Regions from separate parts of the Mus musculus genome. Here all the other regions are linked to region 1. A link is a contact called in public Micro-C and promoter capture Hi-C data. All regions are on one chromosome and are shown on one strand. Each heading gives the region's core, a stretch centred on a gene start, on an enhancer-like site or on the middle of the called end of the contact. The rest is flanking DNA. Distances are from core to core; before and after follow the strand shown. Region 1 holds the start of B3gat2 (beta-1,3-glucuronyltransferase 2 (glucuronosyltransferase S)). Region 2 has its middle 15 kb from the start of Mir30a. Region 3 holds the start of Ogfrl1 (opioid growth factor receptor-like 1). Region 4 holds the start of Fam135a (family with sequence similarity 135, member A).

What was found. Promoter capture Hi-C pulls out the DNA fragments that hold promoters and counts their contacts. Hi-C and Micro-C count contacts between places; a contact is called where the count stands out from the background.
Region 2: a Micro-C map of embryonic stem cells shows a contact between it and region 1, with 3 times the contacts expected there. The contact joins the enhancer-like site here to the promoter of B3gat2 in region 1. A contact is called at or near these places in 3 of 39 promoter capture datasets (the HPC-7 cell line, embryonic stem cells and neutrophils), 5 of 484 Hi-C or Micro-C datasets (embryonic stem cells and nephron progenitors) and 4 of 115 datasets of contacts at active chromatin or transcription factors (astrocytes, embryonic stem cells, microglia and 1 more).
Region 3: a contact with region 1 is called in a Micro-C map of embryonic stem cells, with 2.9 times the contacts expected there. The contact joins the promoter of Ogfrl1 here to the promoter of B3gat2 in region 1. A contact is called at or near these places in 3 of 39 promoter capture datasets (cranial neural crest, frontonasal cranial neural crest and pre-B cells), 4 of 484 Hi-C or Micro-C datasets (cortical neurons and embryonic stem cells) and 4 of 115 datasets of contacts at active chromatin or transcription factors (astrocytes, embryonic forebrain, forebrain and 1 more).
Region 4: a promoter capture Hi-C map of embryonic stem cells shows a contact between it and region 1. The contact joins the promoter of Fam135a here to the promoter of B3gat2 in region 1. A contact is called at or near these places in 12 of 39 promoter capture datasets (the C10 cell line, the HPC-7 cell line, cranial neural crest and 7 more), 6 of 484 Hi-C or Micro-C datasets (brain, embryonic stem cells, muscle stem cells and 1 more), 14 of 115 datasets of contacts at active chromatin or transcription factors (SST interneurons, astrocytes, embryonic forebrain and 6 more) and 2 of 9 other capture datasets (embryonic stem cells and liver).

The regions. Positions count from the first base shown.
Region 1 is chr1:23,760,657-23,763,184 of GRCm38.p6, reverse strand. It overlaps B3gat2 (beta-1,3-glucuronyltransferase 2 (glucuronosyltransferase S)), which reads right to left and starts at 1,259. Exons shown (of 4, transcript NM_172124.2): 1 at 1-1,259. The coding sequence starts at 550.
Region 2 is chr1:23,255,656-23,258,183 of GRCm38.p6, reverse strand. No RefSeq gene overlaps it. Among named protein-coding and RNA genes, the nearest start is that of Mir30a, 15 kb to the left of the region's middle. Within about 2 kb of position 1,268, at least 346 of the 459 cell types and tissues checked have an H3K27ac peak or open chromatin away from gene starts, as enhancers often do. A contact at or near this core is called in astrocytes, embryonic stem cells, microglia and 2 more, where this site is marked.
Region 3 is chr1:23,381,908-23,384,435 of GRCm38.p6, reverse strand. It overlaps Ogfrl1 (opioid growth factor receptor-like 1), which reads left to right and starts at 1,261. Exons shown (of 7, transcript NM_001081079.1): 1 at 1,261-1,621. The coding sequence starts at 1,385.
Region 4 is chr1:24,099,083-24,101,610 of GRCm38.p6, reverse strand. Fam135a (family with sequence similarity 135, member A) reads left to right here and starts at 1,270. Exons shown (of 21, transcript NM_026604.4): 1 at 1,270-1,550.

The sequences.
Region 1 (2,528 bases), core at 10-2,509:
AGAAGAGCACGCCGGGTTGCGCGCTCTGATGCTGATGCCTCTGGCGCAGCCAGGCGAGGCCCGCGTTGCGCTGTTCGGTGGCGCGCGGCAGCCACGGTCGCTTGTAGCGCCGCGGCGTGGGCACATGCAGGTGCGTGTTGGGCAGGCCGGCCCGAGCTAGGAAGCTGCTCACCAGCTCGCTGCGCGTCGCCCGGTCCTCCACCAGGATCCAGTGCAACTGCGCCACCTGGCGGAAGGTGTTGGCCAGGCGAGTGAGCTCGGCTTTCTGCACCGGGCGACTGTAGGTGGGTGTGATGGCATAGATGGTGGGCAAGCGCGGCTCCGGCTGCAGCTGAGGCCGAGACTCGTTCCGCTTCTCGGCAGCGTCACGCCCGGGGCTACTCCGTCGGAGCGGGACTCGGGAGCCCCCGCAGCCCACTGCATGGGGAGAGAAGTAGGGACGGGAAGTGAGTTGGGGCGCGGGCCTGCGGGGGTCCACGTCCAACATGATGATGACAATCAGGATCCAGGGCAGGAGGATGAAGAAGCGGCTGCACAGCGCGGACTTCATGGTGCGCGCTCCCCAGCGTCTCGGACACCACCCCCTGCAAGGACTAGGCTCCGGGTAGGGGACCTCTGTGTGCAGTTAGGACAGCGGCAGCGTCTGCAATCAGGGAGAAGCCGCAAGCGCGCTCCCCTTCCGGACTGGGGCGTTGCGGGGACCTGGGCGTTGTGGGGTCGGCGCAGATGCAGGGCAAGCTAGAACTCCAGGGGGTGCAGGAGGACCGGCTAGGGTCTTGGGTCACTCTGGATGAAGTCGGCGGGAATCTGGACACGGTCCAGCCGCACTCCGCAGGTCCCGGAGTTGTGCCGAGTGCAAGCCAGGCGGCGGTCCCCGCTGCGCTCTTTTCCCGAGTGCGAGCCTGGAACGTACCAGGCGTTGTACCTTGCCGCTCCTGTCCCGCGTCGCTGAGGGCTAAGAGGATCCAGCTGCTGGCCTGGGCGAGCGTTCCGGGACCCCTTTGAAGGCGGTTGCCGGGAATGCTGAGGGCTTTCCTCCGTCACATGTCGGCCGGTGCAGCTGCGATCCCGGGTGGACACCGAGGATGCTGCGTCCCTAAGCTCCCGTTCGAGCGCCGCGGCAGAAACCTGTGCCGCTCTCTCCTTCTCGGAACCTCTCCCGGCTCCAGACAGCAAGATCCCAAAGCAGGGAAAGAAAGAAAAAGCGAGGGGGCGGGGGCGCTGCAGACTCGGGCGTCCTCCTAGTGCTCCGGTGGGAAGATAGCAGCGCTGCTACTGGCGGAGAGGGGCTGCGGGGCGGAGGCGGGAAGGGCCAAGGCTCTCTGCGGGGTCTGAGCCCGGTGGCACCAGGCGCTGCCTGCGGGCAGAGGCAGGGGGAGGGAGGAGGATCTCTGCTGGGTTGCGCGACCTCTGCCTGGGGTGTGTGTGTGTGTGTGTGTGTGTGTGTGTGTGTGTGTGTGTGGAGGTGGTGGGTGCTGTTTTCAGATCGCCCCAGGGTTCAGCTCACTGAACTGCTGCAGGGTCTTTGGAGATCAGCCAAGGAAACCCATTCACGTGTGACAAGTCCGGAGTCCTAAAGAGGGCAGAAGGAGAAAGAGGGAGGGGACAAAGCGGTCCTTCCCTGGCTTGAGGGTTGGTGTACAGAACCTCAGCAAAGAGAACCACTTTCTCTTGAAAGGCAGAAATCAATAGAATCCCACAGAGATGGAGGGGGTGCCGCACATAGGTGTCTGGCATGTGTGCCAGCCCATTCCAAGGAATCAATCGCAACTGCTCGGCCACAGTTGGATCTGTGGGGGACATTTTGACAACTCCGGCTGAGTATGTGTAACTTGCTTTTGTTCATGTTGGAGCCTTCCCAGTTTGCAGGCACAGGAATTATCCCCCAGGACCATCCCTGTAATCCTTTCAAGGAGGCTTTGGAGGTGGAATCACCTTCATTTTCTGGATGAAGGAGCAGAAGATGGAGACTTAAGGGAATTTCCTGAGGTCAGTGGTAACTGACTTAGTGGAAATAGAACGTGGGCGTCCTGGATAGAACCCACTGCCTCTTCACTGCACATCATCAGCACAGCCTGGCTGTGAGTGACCGGTCTTCCTAGGTGATGCCATCAGATCAAGTGGGTCAGAGGATGGCAAGCGGAAATACCTGGAAGACCCTCTCATATATAGAGAATCTATTAGCCGAACGAACCCCAGGCTGTTCTCATTCCAAGCACATTCCAGGGAGTCTGAGGAAAGCACCCCCACCCCCAATGAATCATTTCTGATTCCGTTTTCCTCCGCAACCCGACTTTCTCTGTCGCATGAAAATCCTTTTGACTATGTTCCTGAGGAACAAGCAGCACGCTGGGGCAGATCCTCCACCTTCACGTGGCTGTGTCCTGCATCTTGGGTTCGGTGTCTGGCACTGCGCACCTGTGAATTTTCACAACTACTCTCTTATGTTGTGGGGTAGTCACTAGAGAAGACTGCTCCGACTTGGGTTGAAGCAAATATATAAAGCATTTATTAGCCAGCCGGTGACT
Region 2 (2,528 bases), core at 19-2,518, 510 kb after region 1:
TCTTTTTAAGAATGGGTGGAGTGGACTTTTTATTATTTTTATCTGGGCACTGGATATTTTTTGTGAGCAAATATATGCTGAATATCTAACTTACAAACTTGCATTGTTTATAAGCTTCTAAGCTCCATGGTGGGGAGAAAATAGCCAGCGGAGCACCTGCTATAAAAGCGGCACTCTCACAAAGTGAGAAAACTGTGGTACTTGAACATGTACATACAGAGCCAATACATTCTTTATACATTGCCATAACATATATATGCAGTATTTACATGAGTTCTGTTCATAGCAAGGTTTGGTTTTACTTTGATGGAAAAATGTAGGTTATCTGATAACCAAAAGTTAAGATTTCATTATTTTACATATCTCAAATGATAATAGTTCAACGACAGTGTCAGAACAAACTTTGTAATTATTCTTTGAAATTATACACAGCACTAACACATCTCAACAAAGATGATTATGTAAGTGAGCTGACTTGGCGTCAGTGATATGAACACGGTGGCTATTTTCAATCCTTCATTAAAATTAGATCAAGATGTACTAGCATTGCTACCGTGCCTGCCCGCAAGGGAGACTTAACATTACTTTTAAGATTTACTTGGATTACAAATAAAGTTTTCTTCTCCTTCTCTTGTCACCGGAGACCCCTCCCCACCAACACCTCACCCTTCAACAAAACTTTTCAGTAGAAACCAGTGATACAGAAACCAACGCCATAAACACAAACGCCTGCCCTGGTTTATGCTCTCCTTTGCATAATAAATACTTCACGCTTCTCCAAAATGCCTGGAGAAGGGCTTGCTGGGGGCACCTGCCACTTCACCCTCAGGATTGGTTCTGTCCTGGCCCTAGGACTTCAAGGACTTCGAACAGGGTATCTAGACCAGTCTTAAGAATTGCAAATAAAGTAATGGATACCTTATTTTGCACTCTGGAAGGATCGGTGTGTTTAAGCCACCCGACTTAAAAGTTACTTCTGAGAAAGGCTGAAGGGTGAGTCCCGGGTGCATATAAATATATCCCGGCCTACCATTTCACAACTCCCGCACCACAACGAGGCTTGGAGAAAAAAGAAAAGAAAAGAAAAAAAAAAATCTCCATCGGAGACACATTTCAAAGCTACAAGACTCGAGCGGCTGTCGCCTCCGAGATCACCCACGAGGTGATCTAAGCGGTTAAATCATTGGTCCAAGGTCAAGCAGAGCCAGTCGCAAGCAGCGCAGCTCTGCGACCTTCTAACCTCTCCACCCCGCCCCCGCCAGGCCCCGGACAGCCTTCGCCCCCGAGAGGTTCCCACGGATACCGTCCCCGCGTCAGCGGCACGCCAGCGCCTCTCGCCCGACCGCACTTGTATTTGTTCTCCCCGCCCGCTCCAAAAAAAAGTATTAAAGGCTCTCCTCACGCCTCGGGCCGCGCAGGCGCTCGAGCTCGCGGGCCCCGTCCCGAAGCCGGCTCCCCAAAGCCGCGGCCCGGCTCGGCCCAGCCTGAGGAGAAGCCTCAAACTTTTCCCGGCTCGCACGTCGCGGAGTCCGGCCCGCCGCATTGTCTCCGCGGCCTGAGCGCTGCGGGCCCGGGCGAGCCTCCCCGCACCGCCGCCGCGCTCTTTGTGTGTGTGTGTGTATGTGTGTGTGTGTGTGTGTGTGTGTGTGTGTGCGCGCGCGTGTGTGAATGTGTGTGTCTGTGTGTGCGTGTGTGTGGTGGCCGCGGCTGACAGGACAGTGGAGGGCTGGGCGCGCCCGCAGCTCCGTCCCCGCCCGCCAAGGACTGCGGCGAGCTCTTCTTGCCCGGGGCGCTCGCGGGGCACGAGCAGCCAGCCGCGGGCCCGCCGCCCTCACCACCCGCGCCGCCCGCCGCGCTCCCTACCTCCGCAGCCCGCCGCGCAGCCCCGCTCCCGCGCCTCAGCCCGGCTCAGCGGCCCGGCGCGCTCGCTCAAGAACCCGGGGGGAACGCGCCCCGCCCCCTCGGCTGGCGCCGTCCAATGAGCTCAGCCCGTGGGGAGGCGGGGCCGTCCAATCAGATGTCCGGACGCCCGGCAAGTCGGCCAATAGGAAGCGACTCCGGCTACACACCCGCCCTGATCCTCGAAGAGCGAACCGCTCAGAGCCCAGAGGTGGGACCTGATCCTGCCGCCCAGAGCAAGTCCAGTCGGGCCGGGCAGCGTCGCGAGGGAGTAGGCCTGGGCAGGTCTGGAGCCTGACTGCCCTCATTGTAGGCAGGTGACGTGTGCTTGTGAGGTTCAGCAAGATCTCCGCCCTCAAACCCAGACTGCTCTCATGCAAGAGAGCTGCACACATAGGTTGGAACATTATTAATCAACGTTATTAATTTTTAAAGTTAAGTAAGGCGTCTCGCATTAGAAAACGGAATGCATAAGCAGACAGCACTCAAATTGCTTTTTCTGCGGTCTTGGACATCTGTGTTCTTAAAGAATTAGCCAGAGCACCAGGTATCTCAAACCTGCTAGTTTCTGTTCTAATAAAAATCCAGACCATTAGTGGCATATATGATTTTTCTTTTCCTAAAGGAAA
Region 3 (2,528 bases), core at 12-2,511, 380 kb after region 1:
TCAGACAGGTATGAACACCCCTCCCCCAATAATACTGTCAAGTTCTAATTTTGTTTGGATCTGACAAGGACTTCATCCTAATATCATCAGTTTTTATGAATGAATATCTGACCAGAACGTTCTTTTTGTGTGGCCCCTGATAGTCATAAGGTCATTAAAGGTGAAGCTAGATGCCATTCCAGAGAGAAAAACCTGGCTTCATTTTGAAGATGAGGAGACTACCGGGGTCTCAAGAAGTTACGTGACCTGTCCAAAGCCAGAAACTGCTAGTAGAGTCACACCCTACTGTGAAGTTTGGAAAGAAACAACCACTGATTTATCTGTGGAGAGGCATCTTCTAGCCAAATCTTCCTTAAGCAATACCCATCTACCTGGATTTGCAATCTATTTAATTACTAGTTCTGAGTACAATTGATGCATCTAATAAAACTAACCCATGATCCCAGGCAATGTCCCACGGCAGAAAAAATCCCATCAAGACTCAGGTGCAGGCATCGGGCCACTAGCTCCTGGAGTTGGTTTCACGCTCTGCCATTTTCAGATGCTTTGGTTGTTATTTTGCCTAGAAGTATTCTTACAGCAGGTTTGCCTCTGGTCCTTAGAACCATAGTCTTCAGCACTCCACTTAGAACCAGCCTGTTCATTGTATAAATGCCGACGTTTTTCTGCCCAGAGCACAAATGTGGACTACTCACTGATGAAATAAATGTGCTGGCCTAATTCTTCTTGCTCCTTTGTTTCGAGAGAAGTTTGCTTTTAAGATGAGGGGACAGAGAGCTCTGACTTTTATTTTATAGACCGCAGGGATTCTAGGTGGCCTTAAGTACTGTTCCCGAAGCTTGGATTTCCTGTTTAGAGGGTGCACTGTCAAGATTAGCTTTTGTCTTCTGCTGTGGCTAATTTGTCTTCCTCTTGGAGCAGCCAGTGGGGGCGGGGGTGTGGGCAGGACCGGTCTGCTGATGGAGACACCTCCTTCCACTCTCTGACCTGGGCGGGATCAGGCTTCTCGCTTGGCTGGGAGGAGCCCCAAGGGGGCGGATCCCGGTCCACAGGGGGCGGGGCAGCTGACCCCTGGCCACTCCCGGGGACCGTGGAGGGGGGCGCGTCCCGGTGGAGCTGGTGCCGCGCGCTCGGGAGTGGGTTGGCTTCGCTGGGGCGGGGCGGGGCAGGGCGGGGCGGCGGCGGGATGGGCTGGCTGGGACGCGTGCGGCGGCGGCTCCGGGGGGCCCGGCTCCTCCCCGCCTGTGCGCCGGAGCGCCGGCGGCCGCGCTGAGCTGTGCGGCGCGGGCCGGGCGAGCAGCCGCCTGCGCCCCGAGCGAGCGGAGCGCGGCCATGCCCGGGCCCTAGCGCGCTACCGCAGCCCGCGCCCGCCGCCGCCTCTTCAATGGGCAACCTGCTCGGCGGGGTCAGCTTCCGCGAGCCCACCACCGTGGAGGACTGCGACTCCACCTGGCAGACCGATTCGGAGCCCGAGCCCGAGCAGCCGGGGCCGGCAGGCGGTGGCGAGGGCCAGCAGCACGACGAGCCGGAGCAGCCCAAGCAACCTCCCGAGAGAGCCGGAGGGCGGCCCCGCGCCAGCCCCGTGCCCGAGGACCACGCCGAGGCGGCGGGCGCGGAGCAGGTACGCGGCCCCGGGACCCACGGTGGGCCCGGCGAGGTCGTGCTCCCGGCGCCCGGGAGGGGACTGCCCCCGGGGATGCAGGGCGGGATGCTCGGCGTGCTTGGCCCGGGCACCCGACCTAAGGGAGCCTGCGGTGCCCAGGTGGCTAGCTGCTAGCCCAGGGGGCCTTGCTGTGAACCTCGCAGGGAAGTCTCCCCAAGGCAGACCCCGACCCCACTCGGTGTTCTCTTTGCCTCTGCAGCGCAGCTGGGTGATGCGAAGGTGGGGTGGGAGGAACTAAACTAAAAATAGAAGATTGTGAGGAGGACCCGGCCAGTGCCTGTTATTGATTTTTTTTTAATTTTAATTTTTTAAAAAAAGATTTAAAATATTATTCAGAGCAAGACAACTGCAGTTGTGAAGCGGCCCGCAGCCTCCCCCTCCCAGCGAGGGTCCAACGGGCATTAAAAGTATCACAGAAGGTTCCTGAGCAAACTTAAAATAACACCGTTCATTTCCCCAAGAGAAACCTTTCAACGACTTGAGTATTCCTTTAACATTTACGTTCACCCAGAAGACTTGTTGATCCAACCAAGCTTAAGTCAGTTGACCAATACAATTAGGTAGATAGGTTAGAAGAGAGATAGATGGCGTCCCTTAACCTCTTGTGGCTTCAGAAACTTTTAAAAGGAGGAACTGTATATTTTTAAAGAAGTCTGCACCGTTTAAGGTTGGTGGTTCTGTATTAGGCCTCCCTCTTACAACTTGAAGGAAAATGGAGCCCAAAATCCAATGTGACTTTAGGGGAAGCATCACCTTTCCAGGAAGTCCGAGCCTTCCCATCCAGGTTAATTGAGCGTGTTATTGAATGGAATGCAATTTCCAGGTGTGCGGTCCGTTTTAATTCCCCATTTTGGAGAACTGTGAG
Region 4 (2,528 bases), core at 21-2,520, 340 kb before region 1:
TTCTGTTCTCCCCATTCATTTTATCTTGAGCTGTGTGAAAGTGTTACAGCTCTGAGGGAAATTTTCAGCTGTTGCTGAAATTCCCAACCTTGCTTGAGTCACACACAGAAGCTTTAACGAGCTATAAAATGTCCTGCTGGTGGCCCAACTTGAGACCCATCCATGGGCAAGCACCAAACCCTGACACTATTATAAGGATACTCTGTAGGCTCCACCCAGGAGATGATTCAAACCGAAGCAGACACCCACAGCCAAATAGTGGATGGAGCGAGGGGCCTCTTATGGAAGAATAGGAGGAAAGATTGCAGTCCTGAAGGGGATAGGAACTCCACAGGAAGACCAACTAACCAGGACCCTTGGGGCTCTCAGAGACTGAACCCCCAACCAAAGAGTATACACGGGCTGGACCTAACCCCACTTCCTCCAGCATGTGTGGCTGATGTGTGGCTTGGTCTTCATGTGGGTCTTCAACAACGGGAGGGGGAGGGGAGCTACTATCCCCAAAGCAGCTCCATTTATGTGGGATATGTTTTATTAGCTGGGCTGCCTTGTCCTGCCTCAGTGGGATAGGAAGTGCCAGCCTCACAGACTCAGAGAAGGGAAGGGGGAGTGGGGGAAGGACTGTGGGAGGGGAGGGGATCTGGAAGGGGGAACCGAGCAGGATGTAAAGTAAATAAATCTTTAAAAAATGTTCTGTTCGGACAGCGGGAAAGAAGAAAATGAAGTTAATCAATGAAAGACTATGGGCTTCCGTTAATGGAATTTAAGACCTGAAAGCTTCTATTTAAGATGTCATCAATCAAGACACTAATAGATCAGCTGCACGCATGGCCACACCATGGATGGCCCCATTAGCGACTGCTGGGGCAGCACCGACCCACTGCCCTGGCAGAGGCGCGAGGGTCGGCTCTAGCCATGGCAGCAAGGAGAGAAGACGTAGATGACTTCGAGAGAAATCTCCTCAGTCTTCAACTGTCCTTTCGCATCTCTTGGGGCCCTTTAACTCTCGACCAGTGGTTCACACTATCCCCCCCCCTACCCCCAGCTCCCACCCCGGCTGGGCTCGCGCTTTTTATTGACGCAAGTCTCCCGTTCTCGCGGGAACTCGGGAGGGGCGAGCCGGGAAGGGAGAACAAATCTTCAAATCTCGGTTGGCGCCGGGGGCCCGCGGCAGCTGAGTCTCCTGGGGGGGCGGGACTTGGAGCCCAAGGGGGCGGGTCCTCGCCTCAGAGAAGGCGGGACGTTGCGGGAGGGGGAGGGGAGAGCCCCAGGGGCGGGGCCGCGGGCCGGGACCTGTTGAACGCAGGTAGCGCTCGGCGGCCCGGTTCCCTTGGGACCGACGCGACTGCGCATGCTCGCCGGCGGCTCTGGGCCGGGAGCCGAGCGCCGGAGACGAGCCGGCTCTTGGCTTTGCGGTGGTTGCGGGTGCTGCGATGGCGATGTGAGCGGGCCCGGGGCGGGATGGTGCGGACCTGGCTAAGGACGCCTACCAGCCGGACGCAGAGCTCCTCCGTCGCACAGGCGCCAGCCGAGGCCGTGCCGGTTGAGAGGTGAGCCCCTCGCTGTCCGCGCGACTCCCGGCCCCGCGACGCGGGCCAGGTCCATCTCCCCCGCGGGGCCGGACAGGAAGTGGCCTCCTCGCCTCGTCTGCCTCTGGCGCCCTGGCCTCAGTCGGAGCCGGGTCCTGGGCCCGCTGAAGGTCGGCGGGGACGCGAGGGGCGCGGCGCGCAGGCGGGTGCCCCCGGCCGGCCCTTGCCACTCGTCGTGCCCGGTGTCCCGCCGGCTCTCCGCCCCACTCCACGGTCGCCGCCTGGTCCTTCGACCCTCATTCGCTTCCACCCGCGCCCGCGCGCCCTTTGGCTCCGGGGGTCCCTCGACGTCGGTCGAGCTCTCCGCTCGGTCCAGCTCGGTCCCTCGACTGTGCATCCCCAGTCGTTAACCTCTTGGCCGTCGCCGATCAGTTTCCTCGCTGTTAGCACTATTTTCTCCTTTGGCACCTCGTTCTAGCTCTTTTGTTAGTTACTGACTTGTGGGAGGGTGGGCTTTTTGGCCTTTTGCGTTTTGTTGTTGCGTTTAAGCATCTCTTTGCTCCAGTGTCGAGCCTTGCCTTCAGAGGCCCTCACTCTCTTAACCTCTTTTGGTCCCCCCGCCTCATTGCTTTCGGTCCAGCCGCTCCTAACCACCGAACCGATTTTAGTTCTTTAATGTTGGTGTTTTGTTTTTTAAGCCATAAAACTCCTTTTTCCTATATGTGTGGATGGAACCTCTTTTTCAGTCCATATGTTTTACTTTTTATTACATCCCCGAAGAGTTGTAACAACCTCTGTTCTCTTCTGCTTTCTACGCAAGCTAGGGCTATGCCTAGTATCCCCACTGAAGCTTCCAGAGCAGTTTCTTCATCTTTCTTCACCAGAAATTCTCTAAAGAATGGCAGCTCACTTGATTGGATCTTGAATTACATGTACCAGTCATGTTATGAGAAACAAACTGGCCATTTATAAAGAGTTAAGATTTGCCAGAGGTCAGTG